Linked DNA regions of Mus musculus: region 2 is linked to region 1. Evidence: chromatin contacts called from public Hi-C data. All regions are on one chromosome and are shown on one strand. The core of a region is the stretch at or near the end of the contact, and the rest is flanking DNA. Distances in the headings are between cores, read along the strand shown. Region 1 holds the start of Shisa8 (shisa family member 8). Region 2 holds the start of Cyb5r3 (cytochrome b5 reductase 3).

What was found. A called contact is a pair of places that touch in the nucleus more often than the background predicts.
Region 2: a contact with region 1 is called in a Hi-C map of B cells, with 7 read pairs. The contact joins the promoter of Cyb5r3 here to the promoter of Shisa8 in region 1. A contact is called at or near these places in 1 of 39 promoter capture datasets (pre-B cells), 1 of 484 Hi-C or Micro-C datasets (B cells) and 1 of 115 datasets of contacts at active chromatin or transcription factors (astrocytes).

What each region holds. Positions count from the first base shown.
Region 1 is chr15:82,210,639-82,214,439 of GRCm38.p6, reverse strand. Shisa8 (shisa family member 8) reads left to right here and starts at 1,625. Exons shown (of 4, transcript NM_001207021.1): 1 at 1,625-2,551. The coding sequence starts at 2,028.
Region 2 is chr15:83,170,475-83,174,226 of GRCm38.p6, reverse strand. It overlaps Cyb5r3 (cytochrome b5 reductase 3), which reads left to right and starts at 2,044. Exons shown (of 9, transcript NM_029787.3): 1 at 2,044-2,115. The coding sequence starts at 2,095.

The DNA.
Region 1 (3,801 bases), core at 376-2,875:
TTGTTTTTTTTTCCAAGACAGGGTTTCTCTGTGTAGCCCTGGCTGTCCTGGAACTCACACTGTAGACCAGGCTGGCCTCGAACTCAGAAATCTGCCTGCCTCTGCCTCCCAAGTGCTGGGATTAAAGGTGTTCTTTCTTTTCTTGAAACAGAATTTTCCAATAAAGACTGGGCTAGCCTGGAACTCACCGTGTAGACCTGTGGTTCTCAACCTAGGGGTTGGGTGTCGAATATCCTACATATCAGATATTTACACTACGATTCATGACAGTAGCAAGATTACAGTTATAAAGGAGCAATTAAACAATTTTATGGTGGGGGTCACCATGAGGAACTATGTCACAGGGTTGCAGCATCAGGAAGGTTGAGGACCTCTGATTTAGATTAATTTTGCCTCAAGGAATCCCCCTGCTTTGTCCTTAGTGTGTGAAAGGACACTATTTTGTTCTGTTTGCTTTTTGAGACAGGGTCTCAGCACATTGCCCTGGCTGGTCAAAGTTGTGAGCCCAAGTGGTCCTCCTTCTTCAACCTCTCCGCAAGCCTTCAGTACTGCTATGCCATTGCTGGCACCAAGAAGACCTTTTTGTTGTTGTTGGTTTTTTTTTTTTTTTTGTTTTTTTGTTTTTTTTTTTTTTCTCGAGACAGGGTTTCTCTGTATAGCCTTGGCTGTCCTGGAACTCACTTTGTAGACCAGGCTGGCCTCGAACTCAGAAATCCATCTGCCTCTGCCTCCCAAGTGCTGGGATTAAAGGTGAGTGCCACCACTGCCTGGCTCCAAGAAGACCTTTTGACCTTAACCATAGCAACTGAGGCAGGGAGAGGCAATGACTGGCATCAGGGTCATATTCTCCTTAGCAGCTCAGCGGGGGAGTGGTGGAATGGGGCATTGAGCCATGCCTCCTCATTCTTTCCCTAAGCTTGTGAAAGGACCTGGGAGTCCCAGGGAGTGAGAGTTGAGGACAGACAGGGGAGTACAACTGGCCTGGTCCCCAGGACCTGCTCAGCCTTCTATAGCAGAGGCCGCGGAGGGGAGCCGACCACTTGAGGGCTCTGGCCAGACTGTTTCCAGAACTGGGACATCCTAGGACCCCAGCCAAATGTCCAGGTTTTAGAATCAGGGCACATGCTCTGGGGCAGACCAGAGAGGGGTTGATCAAAGCTTGATTCTGCCATTTTTGTGTTGGGGGTCCTTATTGTGCCTTCCTCATTCATGTCAGGACCAGACACAGGAATGGAACATTGGGGCGTGTGTGTGTGTGTGTGTGTGTGTGTGTGTGTGTGTGTGTGTGTGTGTTTGTGAGTCCCTTCCCAGTGAATTCCAGGCTGCTTTGATCTCTATGCCTCTGTCCCCTTACTTAAAAAAGCAGGGAATCGCTCATCCAAGGTTGCCAAGATCCGAATCCCCAGATCTTAAGCTGAGCCCCCTCGAGGGCCCAATTCCGACAACAGTTTGAGGGAGGTCTTGGAGAGGGTCCCTGGTCGGGCGCGCTTGCTGCACTGACCTTACAGAACCCCTCCCTCCCGGCGCAGCGGCCGCGCTCCTCCCCCGGTTCTGCCTCCCTCCCGCCCTCCTCCCCTCGCTCCCTCCCGCCCGCCCGAGCCCGCGCCGAGCCCGCGCCGGAGCCGGAGCCGGAGCCAGAGCGCGGGCACCGCGGAGCGGGCGGCGGGAAGACAGAGGTGTCCGGCGACCCGCCGCCCGGCGCAGTCTCCAAAAGACCCAGGCCCCGCACGCCCTCCCGGGTCAGAGGGAGCTGGGGACTGTGCAGGCGAGCACTCGCCGCCCGCCTCCACCGTGCGCAGTCCGAGGTGAGCCCCGGAGGAAAACGCGCCCACCGGAGATCCAGCCCCGCGTACTCTACACCGAGCTCACTTGTGTCTGGAACCGCAGACGCACCAGGAGGCGTCGGCGGGGAGACTGCGCGGGCAGCTGGGCGACCGAGCGACCGGTCCCGGAGGGCTGGGGGAGCCTGGCAGAGCGGCCACGCGCCGAGCCATGCGCCGGGCGCAATAGCAGAAGGAGCGGGCTGCATGGAGCGCGCTGGGGCGCGGGGACAGCGCTGTGGCCGGCGCTCGCATGGGCTCCCGCTCGCACTCCGACTGGCGCTGCTGCTGGCAGGGTCGCCGTCGGGCCGCGCGGGGGCTCCCGAGGAGCAGGAGATCGCAGGGTCCGGTACCGTGGCACCGGCGGGAGGCGACCGCTGCCGCGGCTATTACGACGTGATGGGCCAGTGGGACCCGCCCTTCAACTGCAGCTCGGGCGTCTACAGCTTCTGCTGCGGCACGTGCGGCTACCGCTTCTGTTGCCACGACGGCCCGCGCCGCCTGGACCAGAGCCGCTGCTCCAACTACGACACACCGGCCTGGGTGCAGACTGGCCGGCCGCCCGCCCGCGCCCGTGACACCGCCGCCCCGCGCGACCCGGCCCGGGAGCGCAGCCACACTGCGGTCTACGCGGTGTGCGGTGTCGCCGCTCTACTCGTGCTGGTCGGCATCGGGGCGCGCCTGGGCCTGGAGAGAGCGCACAGCCCCCGCGCTCGGCGCACGGTGACCAGGTGAGTGCGCCCGCTTGCCTGCCCGCCCGTCCTGTCTTCACTGTCCCTAGCTGGCTCCAAATTTCACTGCAACTGCATCCTTCTGGACCCTCTAAATCTTTGGCCTCTCCGCAGTCCCTTTCTCTTTTTGTTTTGTTTTGTTCTTTTGGACCTCTCTCCCCCGTCTCTGCTTCACAGAGGGAGATAGATACCTGATAGCTCTCTCTCCCCTTGACCTTCCCTGCCTGTACTGGGCTCTGGATCCTCCTTGTGGCTCTAACCTCCTCTGCGGAAGACAAAAAGTCGCTGTCCAAGGAATGAGGCACGGACGATGGTCAGGAAAGCCACTGGACTGGGGCAGTTTTAAGGTGGTCGTGGGCTTAGCGAAGGGAGAGGATGCTTGCCGGGTTCCCTTGCTGCATCTCCCTCTCCCGCCCTCCTCCCACCTCCATCCATTTCCCCAACCCAGTGTGACTCAAACCTGACCTTCATTCCTTGGAATTTCAGAAGCATCCCCTCCCCAGTAAAACCCCGCCCCCCCGCAAAGGTTCCCCCCCCCCCCGCAAAGGTCTGGCTTTCCAGCTGCTCAGAATGGGAGTGTGGAGGGATGTAGACCTGTGTTTTAGAGACCTGCCAGATGCTGGCTAAGTTTTGAGTTTATTTTGACTTGTCAGCCGAATGGGAACGCTGGGAGCTGAAATTCTGTCCTGACCATGGCTGGATCTCTTCCACTTAGGCCCCCCAGCAAATCCCCTGCCCTGTTTGTGCTCTCCCTTCCTTTCCACCCAGGTCCCAGCCCCACTGGGCATGTAGACTGTTGGCACCACATGCAACAGGCAGCAAGTGGGAGTTATAATAAAGAGCTGCCCCTTCTCCCCCTCCCCCACCATACACATGTGGTGGACCAGATGTGCACAGGGGCAGATCATGAGAGTAGTTGCCCCCAGACCACTTAGCCCATCCCTTCCAGACACCTGGAGGGCAGAGAGGGTGATGAGCTGTCCCCATAGACAACCCAGCCGTCAGCCCAGCTGCCTGCAGTACCCAGGACCCATGATTTTCTCCCACTTGGCCTGACCCTCCTGGTGGGGCTGAGTTATGGCTGATTAACGAAGAGGCACACTGAAAGACACCTGAGGTGGCCAAGGATCAGCTGCAAGGCGTCTGCAGGTTGCCTAAGATGACCTCGCCTTTCCCACTCCTCAGCCGCTTGTGCCAATTATCCCACCACCTATCCCACCACCAGGCACTTTGTGTTTCTTTGAAGCCAC
Region 2 (3,752 bases), core at 795-3,294, 960 kb before region 1:
TCAAAATCTCAAGAGTGAAGTCTCCTCTCTGGCTTTACGTTTGACATCTTGCCGGTCGCTTGAAGTATGAGTGCAGACAGGATCTGAAGTAGCAGGGAGGTGCCTCAGTGAGGCCTTTGACCCCTGACCGATGCTATCTTTAGGAAGAGAAGCAACTGTGAGGAGGTTCAGCCAGAGAGAAAGGAGATGGCCAGTCAGTAAGGACCCTAAGGAAGGCAACAGGGAAGGCTGGGAAGATGGCTCTGATGGTAACAGGAGCTGTGCTCTCTGCGCAAGCGTGAAGACCACAGTTCAGACCTCTGGTACACATTGCATAGGTTCCTTACTTCTAGACACAAGAGGAGCCCCCATATCCACCCTCACCCCTTTTGAAACAAAGGTCTTACTCTGTAGAACAGACTGGCTTGTGTCTGTGATCCTCCTGTCTCAGCCTCCCAAGTGCTGAGATTAAAAGCAGAATAATACTTAACTGATATTAGATCCAGCCTCATATCCCAGGGTAGTAGGTGCCCTTCCACAGCCTAGCTCCTGATTTTTTTTTTTTTTCACTTGTTTGTTTCTTTGAGACGGAGACTCATGTAGCATAGGCTGACCTCAAGTCAATCTGTAGCCAGGGTCAGATAACCTTGAACCCTTGCCTCCACTATCCAAATTCTGGAATCACAGATGTGCTGACCATTGCTCCTTATTTATTTATTTGAGACAGGGTCTCTGTGGTGGTTTGAATAAGAAATGGCCCTCATAGGCACGTGTATTTGAACGTTTAGTCCCCAATTTGTGATGGTTTGTGGGGAGGTACGGAGGTGTGTGGTCTTGCTGGATGAAGAAATGTGCCTGGGGTGGCTTTGAGAGCCTATAGCCTGGCCCCACTTCCAGCTCTCTCTCAGGTTCCCACTTAAGGTACAGTGTTATCTCTCAGCATCCTTCTCCCCGAGCCAGGTTTTCCTGCTGCTTGTGGCCGGCCATGCCTTCCAGCTATAATGGGCTCTTATCCTCCTGGAACTGTGAGACACAATAAACTCCATCTTCCCTAAAGTTGCCTTCGGTCATGGTGTTTTACCACAGCAACAGAAAAGTAACTAGCAGTCTCACCGTGTAGCCTGGAACACTCACAGATCCACCTGCCTCTTCCGGTATTGAACGCTTGGGTCATCAAGTGTTCCGGTATTGAAGAGTTTGGTTAATAGTTCTCAATTTTTAGGCAGCAAGTCTCTTCCTCACTCTGCCGCTCTCAGAGCAGTCTTCCATTCCCTATCTGGCCAGGACCAGGTTGAAGAAAACTCCGGAATGCCAGGGACATACGAGTGTTTATAGAGTATGTGATAGGCTCTGTTCTGAGGTCCGGGTACACAGAGAACTGACTGCAGACTCCTGGCTTGGGGAAGCCCCACCATCTAGTGGAATGGGTACGTGGGCGCAGAGCATCGTGAATAAACAGGCAGGATAACTGAAGCGCTACAAAGACCGTTCTGCACTAGTGGCGTCCCTTGGAGGGAGCACAGGGCCAGAGCTGGCCTAGCTAAAGAGGTGACACCTGAACTTTAATCCGGAACTGGCCTCAGTACGTTTGGAGATTTGTTCAGGAAGGAACGACTGGTTCGCAGGCTTGAAAATGGGGCAGGGCAGGGCTGTAGCCTGAACTCTGTAGCCAGCGGTGTTGGCAACACGCCCCGTGAGCGGGTAGAGCCCTGGCCAGCACAATCAGCTCCGGCAGGCTCCCAGGACCGAAGGCTCAGGATTTGAGAGCCCATCACGGGGGCGACATCTTGTTCTCTTCACCAGGACAAAACAGGCCCAGAAGCCACAAGCTACCTCCCGAAGCCACACAGAGGCGCCACAGTAGCCAGTCTCTCGCCGAGCCTCTTCCGTGCAGCGCCGTCAGCCACTCAGCGCGCACTCCCGTCTTCACAAGCGGAAGTGGGCGGGGACACTGGGAGTCTCCGCCCCCTATCCGCCCACCTCCGCGCTCCTGACTGGCTCCGCAGGGCGTCCCCGCCTCCGAGGTGTTGAGACCGAGGCGGGTTGTTGGGGGAGCGGCCGGCTGAGTAGCGGGTGTAGAACCGTGCGTGAGGCCACCGTCTCTTCTTCGCCACCATGGGGGCCCAGCTGAGCACGGTAGGCGGCATGGGTCTGGGGTCCCCAGGCTTGCACCGTGGGGATACCGTACGATCCGGGGCGCCCAGCACCGGTTCACGAGCCCCGCGCCCCACCCGGCCCCTTGCAGACCGTGACTCACGCCCTGGCTAGTGGCCGCGCCACTCTGGCCCGGCCTCAGGCCAAGGGGGAGCCCCGAGCGCGGGGTGGACATTGAGGACCCTGTTGGGTGTGCGCGAATGAGAATAGGGAATGAGTGACGTGCGCGCCCGCCTGAGTGGGCGTGACTTGTGAGTGTGAGAAAGTTGAAGTGCCTGCGCCCGTGGGGGATGTGAAAGGTGCGAGGGTTTTTGTAAATGGGAACGTGAAGTGTGAACCGTAGGTGCACTGGTGTGTGCGTGGAGGAACCGACAGCGGCGTGTGTGAGAAATGAGAGTGTGGGTGTGAAGACATGCAGGCCTGAATAGTGGACACGAGTGAGCTGGCAGGAAGAGTACTTTGGGGTGCGTGTGTGTATGGGAGAAATGTGTAGGGTGTCCCTACAGGGGTTGGGTGCATCTTCTTGCCATAAACAAGGCAGTAGTTGGCCAGGATCTTTCCAGCTGTCACCTAGAAAAGCCCTGGCCATTCTTGTTACTCACAGAGCTGCACTGTCACTAAAGAAGTGTCACTTAGACTTGGCCATCAGCCCAGGGCACTGAGGATGCTGGGACCGTCTAACGTCTATAAATCTGCTCTCTCACTGTTACTGGATCGACCAAGGCCCCTTCCACAATCCTAGAGCTCACTCTCCTCATTTCCTTTTTTTTCTTTTTTTTTTTCTTTTTTGAGACAGGGTTTCTCAATGTAGCCCTGGAATGCACTGTAGACCAGGCTGCCCTCAAACTCACAGAGATCCACTTGCCTCTGCCTCTCCAGTGCCAGATTAAAGGTGTGGGCCACCACCGTCCAGCTCCTCCCTGATTTCTTAAGAGCATCCATGTGAACTGTGACCAGTCTCAGTTACACAAACATACCCTTGAGGTGTCCAGCTCTTTGGGTATGACAAGAATAGGCCAGCGCCTGTCTTGGAGGGTGCCCTCTCTCCTCTCTGCAAGATTCAGGGCTCCTAGTGAAGACAGCCTTCTTGCCATGGCATTTGCTCTTGCGAGAGTGACCAGTCCAGTATGGACCATCTAAGGAGCATTCTGGCCCAAGGCAAAAAAAAACAAAACAAACCCCAGAGTGACAACACCCCATAATGACATTCTGACCAGTTTTCCCAGAGACTGCCCATGATCCCTTATCTTCCCCCTGATTCCCAGGTTCTCCTTACCTTTTGGACCATGTTGGTGGTACCCCAGCACCTGGCTTTTCCATCAATTCATGTTAAGTCAACAGTAGTTCCTTCCAGGCAGTAGAGCTCTGTTTAATTATCAGAAGGCCCCACCATGGCCTCATCTGTCCAAGGGTTGCTTGGTATTGTCTTTGACTTAAGGGGCTGACACCTCAGTGCCCACGGTATACATTAGGCCTGGAGGCCTGTGTGGCTGCTGGGTATTGGGTGTACCAGATGTCTTATCTGGGCTATGCAGGCCCTGTGGGAGGCCTCCTGCATATATTGGGGGCCCCAACCCAGAGGATGGCACTGGAGTCTGCTGTCTACCAGGAGAACATTG